2 separate regions of the Gossypium hirsutum genome follow, and region 1 is linked to region 2. A link is a contact called in public Hi-C data. All regions are on one chromosome and are shown on one strand. The core of a region is the stretch at or near the end of the contact, and the rest is flanking DNA. Distances in the headings are between cores, read along the strand shown. Region 1 holds the start of LOC121222450 (60S ribosomal protein L29-1). Region 2 holds the start of LOC107915098.

What was found. A called contact is a pair of places that touch in the nucleus more often than the background predicts.
Region 1: a Hi-C map of leaf shows a contact between it and region 2, with 3 times the contacts expected there. The contact joins the promoter of LOC121222450 here to the promoter of LOC107915098 in region 2. A contact is called at or near these places in 3 of 34 Hi-C or Micro-C datasets (callus and leaf).

Annotation. Positions count from the first base shown.
Region 1 is chrD10:52,507,105-52,512,635 of Gossypium_hirsutum_v2.1, reverse strand. It overlaps LOC121222450 (60S ribosomal protein L29-1), which reads right to left and starts at 2,511. Exons shown (of 3, transcript XM_041103251.1): 1 at 2,391-2,511; 2 at 2,168-2,284; 3 at 1,806-2,078. The coding sequence starts at 2,269. The coding sequence ends at 1,995.
Region 2 is chrD10:52,359,566-52,364,926 of Gossypium_hirsutum_v2.1, reverse strand. It overlaps LOC107915098, which reads left to right and starts at 3,672. Exons shown (of 7, transcript XM_016844229.2): 1 at 3,672-3,958; 2 at 4,123-4,186; 3 at 4,771-4,833; 4 at 4,908-4,955; 5 at 5,184-5,246; 6 at 5,328-5,361. The coding sequence starts at 4,136. LOC107915099 (beta-D-xylosidase 1) reads left to right here. Exons shown (of 7, transcript XM_016844231.2): 5 at 1-32; 6 at 124-537; 7 at 630-1,660. The coding sequence ends at 1,231.

The DNA.
Region 1 (5,531 bases), core at 1,262-3,761, 150 kb before region 2:
AATCTGAATTTAGGTCGTTCATCTCCTTCAAAATATATGTTAATTTATTTGTTTTGAATATATGATATTAGAATTTTGGTTTGGTAAGCATAAAACCCCCAACAAAAAAAATCATAAAAGAAGTTACTCAGTCTTTCAATTTCTTTTCCTGTGTTTAAAAAATTCTGCAATTTCCATACAAAAGCATGAGTGATTAACAAAATATTCAGATACACAAACAAAATAAAATAAAATGCTCAAATACCTTCTCAAAATAACACAATTTTCTTTCAATTTTGACAAATTTGTGTCAAGATTTCAATTTTTGTTTTGTTGGTGGAAATAGTTCAATCGAAACACGAGTTAGATTGTAAGTTTAATTTTGAAAAAATTAACAAAAAAATTCCTTTTAATTTATGTTTGTTTCTCCCATTAGTTTTTAATCACACCTTGCTACATCATCAAATTTCGACACAGGCATTGTTTTTTTTTTAAAGAGCAATTGAATATTTTGAAAGATTTGGTCCTTAGCAACCCCTCTAAAAGGTTAACACCTTATTTGGGCATTTACCATAACAAAGACCTTATATGTTGCCTTCATTCTAAAGTAATTATTACTCTCTGGAAATTGTCTCCAACTCGAGATTAATAGCACAAGTACATTCAAAGAGTGGGGACCATACATGACCAACCAAACCTGCTATGGAAACGGGAAAAATAGGTGAAACAACGAAGAAAATGAGAAAATGGATAAGATGATCCGTTCCGCTCCATTATCATAGAATGGAAGGCACAGTCCGAAATAGAACAAGTACCCCCTAAATCCACCTTCTCTACAACCGTTCTCATTTAAGATCAGCGAATGGGGCAATCAGAGATAGAGCAACCCCTTCTCATATTCTCCCCCAACCCCAAGTAGTTGCCTGAACCTAATTTCTCTACAGAGACAGAGCCTATGGCAACAGATTACCCTCAGCACTCGGAACAATTAGCTAAAGATCCTCGCTCGAGATCAACAGATATAACCACAATCCAAACTTCAGAATCCCCTGACCAAAATCTACCACCAAGGAATCAGTTGAATCATAGCAAAACTCAGAATATACAACACCCTCAGCAACCAGAACAACTACCTAAACCCATGTTCTTCATACACATCTTCCTGCCATCAGAAACATTTAGCTACACCCAAGTCCCACAATTGAGATCCTCATCAAGATGGCAAGTCAACCCACAAACAGTTCCTACATACAAATTCTGCCTAAGGACAGAAACACAAGCGAACTCTTGAAAGTAAGCAAGTCATAAATGAGATTAATAATTCCGATTCATTGCGCCAAAAATATGAAACTCTGACCACTCCCAAAATAAGCTATAGAATCCATGAGCATGGAACTGTCCTGATTCATGGCCTACCCTAAACCTTACCACTAAAAACCCAATCCTGAGACAGAATCATCAACAATTCTTGTCTTTATTTCCAAATACTTTACTTAGATAAGAATGCTTAATGACTATGTTAGCTGGACATCGATGCACATCTGGTACACGTGTGAGACTGAATATTTTCAAATATTTTTTAAGTTTTTTCAGGTATTCTAAGAGTTACCATTGTCTGAAAATGTAGATACAAGTAATTCAAGAAAAACGAATCATCACATAACTTAACAAGCCCCAATACGAAACATCAAACCATGAACCTCTCAAATTTAAAAAAATGAAAATGATAAAACCATCTCTCAAACCATGCATCATCATCAACCACAGCTCAAAAATTAATTAACTAATACTTAAACATATTAAGAAAAGAGAAAAGAAAAAGAAAATTAAGCTCAAAACATGTTCTTAATATTAATAAGCTCACAGCTTCAAATCTCTTTTGAAAATGAGATTCAACAATCCCAAAATAACATTTCAACTAAGGTGATTATAGTAAACGAACACTCAATTCCACCGGGGGGAAAAACAACAATTGGAAAACACTAATCAAAGCTAGATCTTTTGCCATTAAAAATTTACTCTTCTTCAGTAGCAGACTCACCGCTCTTCTTGTTGTGCTTCCTTGCATACCTCTGGTTCCTCAAGAACTTGGGATCCATCTATAAATGTCCACAAGGAAAAAACCGTTTTTATTTATTTTTAAACGAAGACTAACTGAAAATTCGATTAGAAGATTTAAAAAAGATACCCCTTTGGTGGAAGTGTGGCGGTGCCTCTTGGGTTTCTTGATGCCATTCTTGTGAGCCTTGTAAGATTGATTGTGGGCAGTGTGGTTCTTTGACTTCGCCATTTCTGTTCACCCCGACTTCGAATCCAAAAACACCAACAAAATGAACAAACAATGTTAATTTGATCTGTAAACAAATGATCGGTTCTTTGAAAGAAAACCGATGGAAGTTAGAAGCAAAAACCTGAGGCTAAGAAGAAGATGCGGCTCTGACTAGGGCTTTTGGGGGAGGACAGGAAAAGAATAGTTTTGCCCTTTTTATTTGGAGAAAATTTGAACCCAATTTGTGGATTTCGGCCTTTTTCGTGAATCTGCTTAAAGCCTTAAAACTCATTTATTGGGCTTAATTCTGGATGCGAAAACATTTTGGGCCCATTACATCTATTTTATTCTATACTATATGTAATATTTGATTCTAGTTGAATTTGTTAATTTACCAAAAACTCAGACTTAAACTTAAAAATTTACCTCAAATTTTTCTCAAATTGAGCCCTAAACTTGTTTTTGAGCATATTAGTCCCTAAGGTTAGCATTTGTTGCACAAATAAATCTTTCTGATTAACAATTGGGTGACATGACCAAACATGTATGTTGCACATGAAAAAACAGGTGAGCGACATTAGTCTTCCTCTTTAATTCTTTTAAAATTAAAATATATATAAATTTCAAAAAAAGTACGGAAATCTTTTTGAAAAATTCTTAAAAAACATAAAAATATAGTTAAACTCGTAGAAAACTACAAAAAAAATAAATTATAAAATTCAAAAAATTGACTGACATTTACCGAGCATTCACCGATTTTAAAATTTTTTAATTTTCTAAAATTTTAACAATATTTTTTTAATTGAACTTTTCAAAATACTTTTGAACTATTTTTTGTAATTTTTTTGAAATTTTAAATAATTTTTCTATTTTTATATTTTGAATTCTAAATTAATTTTTTGAATTTTTATAATTTATTTATATTTCTTATATTTTCCTAAAAAAATGTATTTTTTTTAATTTATACACTTTTAAAATTTTAAACAACGAAAACATGTGTCCTTTTCCTTGTTTTGGCCACATCACTTGAATGTTCAAAACCTAATGATGTTAATTATAAGGACCAATTTGTGTAACGGATGCCAACCTTAGGGACCAATGTGATAAAAAAGTGTAAGGGCCAATTTGAGAAAAATTGTTAAGTTCAAGGCCCAATCTATATGATAAGCCTTTGTTTTACAAAGCAACAAATATTATTTTAAGGGTATTTTTATCTTTTTACATTTTAATATATATAATGAGTTTGAATCCAAAACACCTTAATATTTACTCTTTTAATTTTATCATTTTAACCAAAAACATAGTTTACAAGCTCTTGATTTAATTGGTATCACGAGTCAATAAAACACCAACTCGATTAAAGAATTACAAAATTATTTTTAGTTTTAATAATTAATAAATATTAATACAATGTTTTTTAATATATATTTTTAGTAAAATAATTCTATAATAAGACTTGAACTTGGTACACATGCATTTTAAACTTTTAACTTAACCTTTCAATCGATGCTTCGTCTAATATACAATTTTTTTTATAAATATATTATTTTCGTAGGTTTTTTTCACTCATAACGTAGGTGTCCCATAAAACTAGTGCCACGAGGCTAGAACATAAGCTTGGCAAACCGCGCGGCTTTAGGCAATTTCTTTGTTTCAAATCTACCTAAGTCAGTCAAACACTCGAAAAGTGAGAATTCTCCAAGAAATTCTCCAAGGCACCAGAAAATATAGCAAAACCAAACTCGAAACGAATGAGCAACGAGAGAATTGAAAAAGTCACAAGAAAGCAATGCACACCAAGTGTTTGAGTAAATGCTCTCAAATATATTCTTTAACTATCAATAGGATTCAATGGAATGATTACAAATGAATGTGGAAACCTCTATTTATAGTTGAGCTCCCCCAAAAAACCAATGATACAGATTGAGTTACTTCAATGGTCAAAATTAGAGTCCATCTACAATTGAGAGTCATAAGAGATTTAAATTCTATAAATATTTATCCTTTAGGATTTACATTAATTACCCTAGTAACTTTATACATTTATTCATTAATATCTAATTTGTATTAAGCAAATGTTTGAAAATGTTTTGTAACATTACTATATGCATTAAAATGATGCATGCTTCTCACATTAAATCTTGAAAACATTTGTAATTCGTTGCAATGATAATTCCTATACCCATTGAATCAAGCCACCGTAGGATGATCATGATCAACTAGTAAAAACATGAATTTCTATCCAATTAATGCATAAGCCTAATTCCTTAGGCATTCACACGTACTAATAATCATGTAACATTTGACCATCATTCTAACTTAAGTATAGCTCCGTGAAGAGTTACTTAACTAGAAGATTTTGAATGTATAACCATCAACTTAACACCTATCGCATTATACACCAAAAATGAGTCATCGTGGGATAGTCTCGCTGAGTAGCATTTTGTGACTAGTTGTCCTTTTTGAAGACAACTTCTTGAAATATCACATGATAGTACCTACCACAAAGGTCGACCCAACTACCATACGATACAAGAGAGTTCTAGTTACTTTCAAGAAATCTCCTTAGTGAGGTCCACATGACAATCCTACCGTAGGGTAGTTAAATTATCATGCCATTACAAGAAACCATTGATGGAGGTCGTAGGTCTTATTTAGAGACCTTTTCCCACTCAATATTTTAAGAAAACATGCAAGGTTTTTAATGTTTGGTTTCAATCATGAATGATCAATATATGCATGACAAGTACATGTGGCATTCTTCCCTAAACTATATAGCATGTGTATCATATATATGCATGAACATACATTTGCATTCATATAAATATCATCATGCTTATCTCATAAATTTAAAAGCATAAAAGTTAAATGACTCTGACCAACCAAAGTTTCCATGATTTCATCATAGAAAAAATAAAAATTACAAAATTCACCTAAAGCATATTTTGGGTCTTCAATTTTGTCACCGCGAACTTTTACTACGGCATTGGTTTAGGTTTCTATCCTCGTTGTCTTTCCGCTATTGTTTTTGTGTCATTGCCATTACCGACCACCTTCGAGCCATCGTCGATCATTGTCGGCCACTACCATCGTTGGCCAATTGTCGTCGATCATCACCGCCAGACCACTGACAATCTCCTACTATCGAACCACCATTGGTTTCGTGACCGTTCGGCTAGGTTGGCTTCGCATCGTCTCAATCAGTCTGGATGTGTCTCGATTCTCCGGGTTCCGTCGGGAAAATATTACAAAATTCTTATGTTCGTTTTCAACTAACATATTT
Region 2 (5,361 bases), core at 2,423-4,922:
TGTCACTGTAACAATGATAGGAAATTATGCAGGTACCAGTCTCATTTTGGATTCATTTGCTTCATTCCCAGTGAAAGCTAAGTTCATGAAAATACGACGGTTCCCTTTGTTTCTTTGATGCAGGAGTGGCATGTGGTTACACGAGTCCATTGCAAGGTATTTCAAGATATGCAAGGACCATTCATCAGGCAGGGTGTTCAGATGTTGCTTGCGACACCAACAATCTGTTTGGAGCGGCGGAGGTTGCAGCCCACGAGGCAGATGCAACCGTACTCGTAATGGGGCTCGACCAATCTATAGAAGCAGAATTCAGGGACAGGGTAGGGCTGCTCTTGCCTGGACGCCAGCAAGAGCTTGTTTCCCGAGTGGCTCGAGCTTCTAGAGGTCCAACCGTGCTGGTCTTGATGTCAGGTGGTCCTATCGATGTCTCATTCGCTAAGAATGATCCTCGAGTTAGTGCGATTATATGGGCTGGTTATCCAGGCCAAGCTGGAGGAACTGCAATTGCGGATGTTTTATTCGGAACGACCAATCCAGGTAATCTTTCGGTTTCGGGATTTCATCACATTAAGGACATTTTAAACATCAAACCTCCCACTTTCCAAGCTAATTTTGATGTAAAATAACAGGAGGGAAGCTGCCAATGACATGGTATCCTCAAGATTATGTAGCTAAAGTCCCAATGACAAACATGGGGATGAGACCATCAAGAGGCTACCCTGGAAGAACCTACAGATTCTATAAAGGTTCAGTAGTGTTCCCTTTCGGACATGGCTTGAGTTATACAAGTTTTAAACACTCTTTAGCCTTAGCTCCAACTGATCTCTCGGTACTTCTTGACACCAATCTTTTTGCCACCAAAAACTACTCAACATTGTCAAGCAATGCTATAAGGGTGAAACATGCCAAATGTGATTCACTCTCCTCCCTTTTTCACATTGACGTTGAAAACACTGGCAATATGGATGGAACTCACACATTGCTTGTGTTCTCCACGCCACCTGCCGGGCAAAAATGGTCTCCGAACAAGCAATTGATAGGTTTTCATAGGGTTCACGTCATCGCCGGGTCTAAACAACGTGTTAAGATCAATATTCATGCCTGCAAGCACCTTAGCGTTGTCGATGAATTCGGTATTCGAAGAATTCCAATGGGTTCACATAGTTTACACATTGGTGATCTCAAGCATTCTATTTCTCTCCAAGCAAATTTGGAGGGCATCAAGGTCTAAATGCTCAACAGAGTTAAAAGAACAATATAAAAAAAAGACCCATACTAATAACAAAGTTAATTTTTATTAATCTTAAGCTTTCTAAAGAAATCTCTCTCAAATAAAATGAGAAAAAAAAATCAAAAGTTTGGGAGAGTTTGAAATACCACTACACTTCCAAAGGGAAGAAAGTGGTCATAAATTGTTAAAAGTTCCTTAGTAGTGTTTGGATTTTAGTGATTCTTGTAAAATTGGTATTGAGTCCCCAATCTATTTTGTTTACAAAAACAAAATTGATTGAAAATTTGAAACAGATTTGGTGAATGAATAATAGGAGCTTGTATTTTTAGGTTTGGGGTTTTATTGCTTGCTTTAAACTTTGTAAAACTTCAGATTCAAAACTCTGAAGAGTTATTGTTCAAAGAAATACATGAGATTTTTAAGGTAAAATTTGCTATATGCTATTTGTCAATGTTGAATTTGTTTATGTATTTCATTACATTGAATTTAGCATTATATATTTTTTAATAAAATAGTGTAATTGATAATATATATAATTTGAATTAATATAATATAAAAAAATAAAAAATTTAAAGAAATATACAGGACTTAATATAATATTTGGTAATTGAATTGATATATATTTTTTAATTTGGTATCTAAGTTTTTTTGTCCAATTTCGCGCCTAAACTTGGAATTTTTCTAATTTGGTACCTAAGCGGTTTTTTGGTCCAATTTGGTACCTACACTTATCAAATGTAATACAAATTACTCCAATAAACTAATTAATAGTGTTATTTTTATGAGATAATAAAAACAATTAATGTATGATCGGCATCTAGCATATGGTATGAAATTTCTTTTTATATTTTAAATGTTGAATTATTTTTAGTTTAATTTAATTTTTAAATTTAACATAATGATTTTTTTTTGAATTTTTAAAACTTTTGTTTTTCTTCTTCAATATCCATTCATTAGGCATAGTTTAAAGCACAAAATTTTTTAACTTGGATTTCCTCTAATCCTAATGATATTTTTTTGTGGAATTGAGGGTTTCGTGAAGACCATACCATGCTTTAAGCATGTGATCTCTCTTGAATCTTTTATGCCATTAACAGTAAAAGTAATCTCAGTCCCAATGAAAAGTAAAATCTGAGCATTTTATTTAGCGAAACAGGAAAAACTTCAAATAAATATAATCATTCTTGCTATTAAATTCCACATCATTTCCACATGTCGGTCATACATTAGCTATTCGTGTCTCCTTATAGAAAAACTAACACCATTAGTGTTTGGGTGTAATTTGTATTTAACATTTGATAAGTTTATGTATCAAATTGGAGGAAAAAAACTTAGGTACAAAATTAGGAAAAAGTGTCAAGTTCAAGTACCAATTTTGACCAAAAAAAAGTTTAGGTGCCAAATCAAGAAAAAAAGTGTCATGTTCAAGTATCAAATTCAAAAAAAAAAAACTTCAAGTACCAAATTAAAAAAAAAAGTGTCAAGTTTAGATACCAAATTTTATATTAAGACTAAATATAAAAATAGTACAATTAAAAAAATTAAACTAAATTAATATTTTATTTCTTTAAATTATTATTTTATGCAATCAATAAGGTATCATTTCCATAAAGGTTAATTTATAAAATTAAAAATATCAATCTAATTTTAACTTTCATCTCTTTACATTATGAAAATGAGAAAGTTAGTCCTCTATAATTCAATTGTTGATAAAACACATGAATTTAAATGGTTGATTTTTACTAATTTGTAGAATATAAATTCTTGAACTATTGATTTCCATTGTAAATCAAGTGTTCAAGTGCTAATTTCAAGGTCAATGAGTTAGTCAGAAGATGTGCCTGTGTTACTTAATTGAACTAATTTATTATTCTTCATAAAAAAATAAGGATTAAATTTTGATAAATTAAAGTGAAAAAACTAACTTTTCAATTATCATAAAGTAAAGGGATGAGTTTCAAATTAGAAAAAGAGAATCATTAGTTTTTCAATTTCATTATTTCACCCAATCTCACACGTGTAAAGAAAGAAGAAGGTGTCGGTACAAGTGAGAGTTTCGTATGGGCCATTAGATATTGATATATTAGCAGTATATACAAACCATATCACTTTTATAATTACCTAGATTATGAATTAAACAAGGAAAATATTAAATACATATTTTTTCAATTAATGAAGAATCCAAACATACCTTTCTTCTTTTGATTCGGTGCTTTGTATTTGACAATTTTTTTTGTCGGTATTGTTGTTTGTACAGAAGGACATGAATCCCTTTCTTTAAAGATTAGGGAGAGATTATACATAGTTCTAGACATTGTATCAAGAAGAAAAGATATGATAAAATTTTATAATGAGATTAATGTTAAAAAAAAAATATTTTAATTTTATTATTTTACCCAACTTAAAAATATATATGAATTAATTTATTATCATAAAATATGGAGAAGGAAGATAATAAAATTTGAATGTCAACTACGCTTAAATGATATATGTATTTATGGGATTAAGTTTTCATTAAGAGTATAAAAGACAAAATTTTACTTAAAAAAATTAAAAGGAGAGAATTTCTGGTATGAGTAAGATATATAAATATACTCTTATTATTGATATTCTTATCTCACATTCTCACTCAACGCTTCCCTCCTTTCCTTTCTCCTCTTTCTTTCTTTCTATCTTTTTATTTTATTTTTAATCTTTTGCATTATCTCTTTCTTCTTCTTCTCCAAGGTAATGCTAAAGATCCCTCCTCCGTTGCCGACGCCGCAGTTTCTAGTTGTCTTGTTTTTCAATATATATATACAAAATGAGCACGTTTGTGTTGCTTTTAAGGATTTTGTTGGGTTTTTATTATCTTTATGTTAATAACAATGATATTTGAATGGTTTTAACAGGAGAAACTTAACAATGGCAGACTGCAAACATGGTGATGAAGAGTTCGACACCCAAGCCAATGAGGTAATAACATCAGTACAATACAAATTACCATGAAACATTTTAATTAATAAGCTTAATATTAATATAGTAATAATAAACAAAATGAAAAACAATCTACGCCGTTAATTGTTTCTAAAGCTTTCTTTACTTAATGATTGATTAAGTCCACGTTTGAGGGCTCACATGCAAATGGGTGTAGTCTAACCTAATTTATTTAACTCTAAATTGGGATTTTAGTTACCATATTTCTGAAAACAATTTCTTTAATTGCATTTAATTTCCAAAAATGAGACAGAAGATTTTTATTTCCTCTTTTGCGTGATTTATGGTGTTAAAAGTGATTCCATGTGAACAACTTTAGGATAGTAGCTATGTAGGGTCCCTTAAATCAACGGTTATCACGATGGCACGACAAGTTGTATACGTTTGTGATGGGATAGTGGTGAAATAATACTTTGTATTTCTTAGACATTCTTTTTGAAATGTCGGCAGTGTTGGGTTGTACGTACAACAGTAGCCTATTTTATTTTTTAAATTCGATGTGTATTTAATATAAGTTTTAGAAAATATATTATTTGTAATTAAAATTACAATATAAAATACAGGAAACAGCAAAGGCCAAAAAATATGGAGGACTGGCGCCAAAGAAGAAACCCTTAATCTCAAAGGTAAACAAATATTTAGATTAAAACAAATTGAAGTATGTGATGAACTAACAAAACAATATATTAAATGAATGTAGGACCATGAACGTGCTTTCTTTGATTCAGCAGATTGGGCATTATGCAAGGTAATATTCGGGACATTTTTATAAATCCAATAAATTAGATATTTGTGTAGAGACAAGACAATACTTGATTAACTTGTCTTAACAAATTCATGACATAAAGAAAAGGGGTCCCATGGTGCACTGGAAACCATAGGCTCAATCTGCTTTGGGCCCAACACCAAAAGAAACATTATTTGTTGGTTTACCTCACTCCAGTTTCTTATAAATCACAATTTTTGTATTAAACAGCAAGGTGCGGGAGTTAATCAAAAATCAACTGTGGCAATCGAGACTCTCAGACCAAAGCTTCAGGTGTGATAGTATACCATATATCACAATTTTATGTTACTGATTGCTTATCATGATTTATAAAATGATATGTTGTGAGTGTAGAGAACACCGCATCAACAATTACCACCGAGGAGAC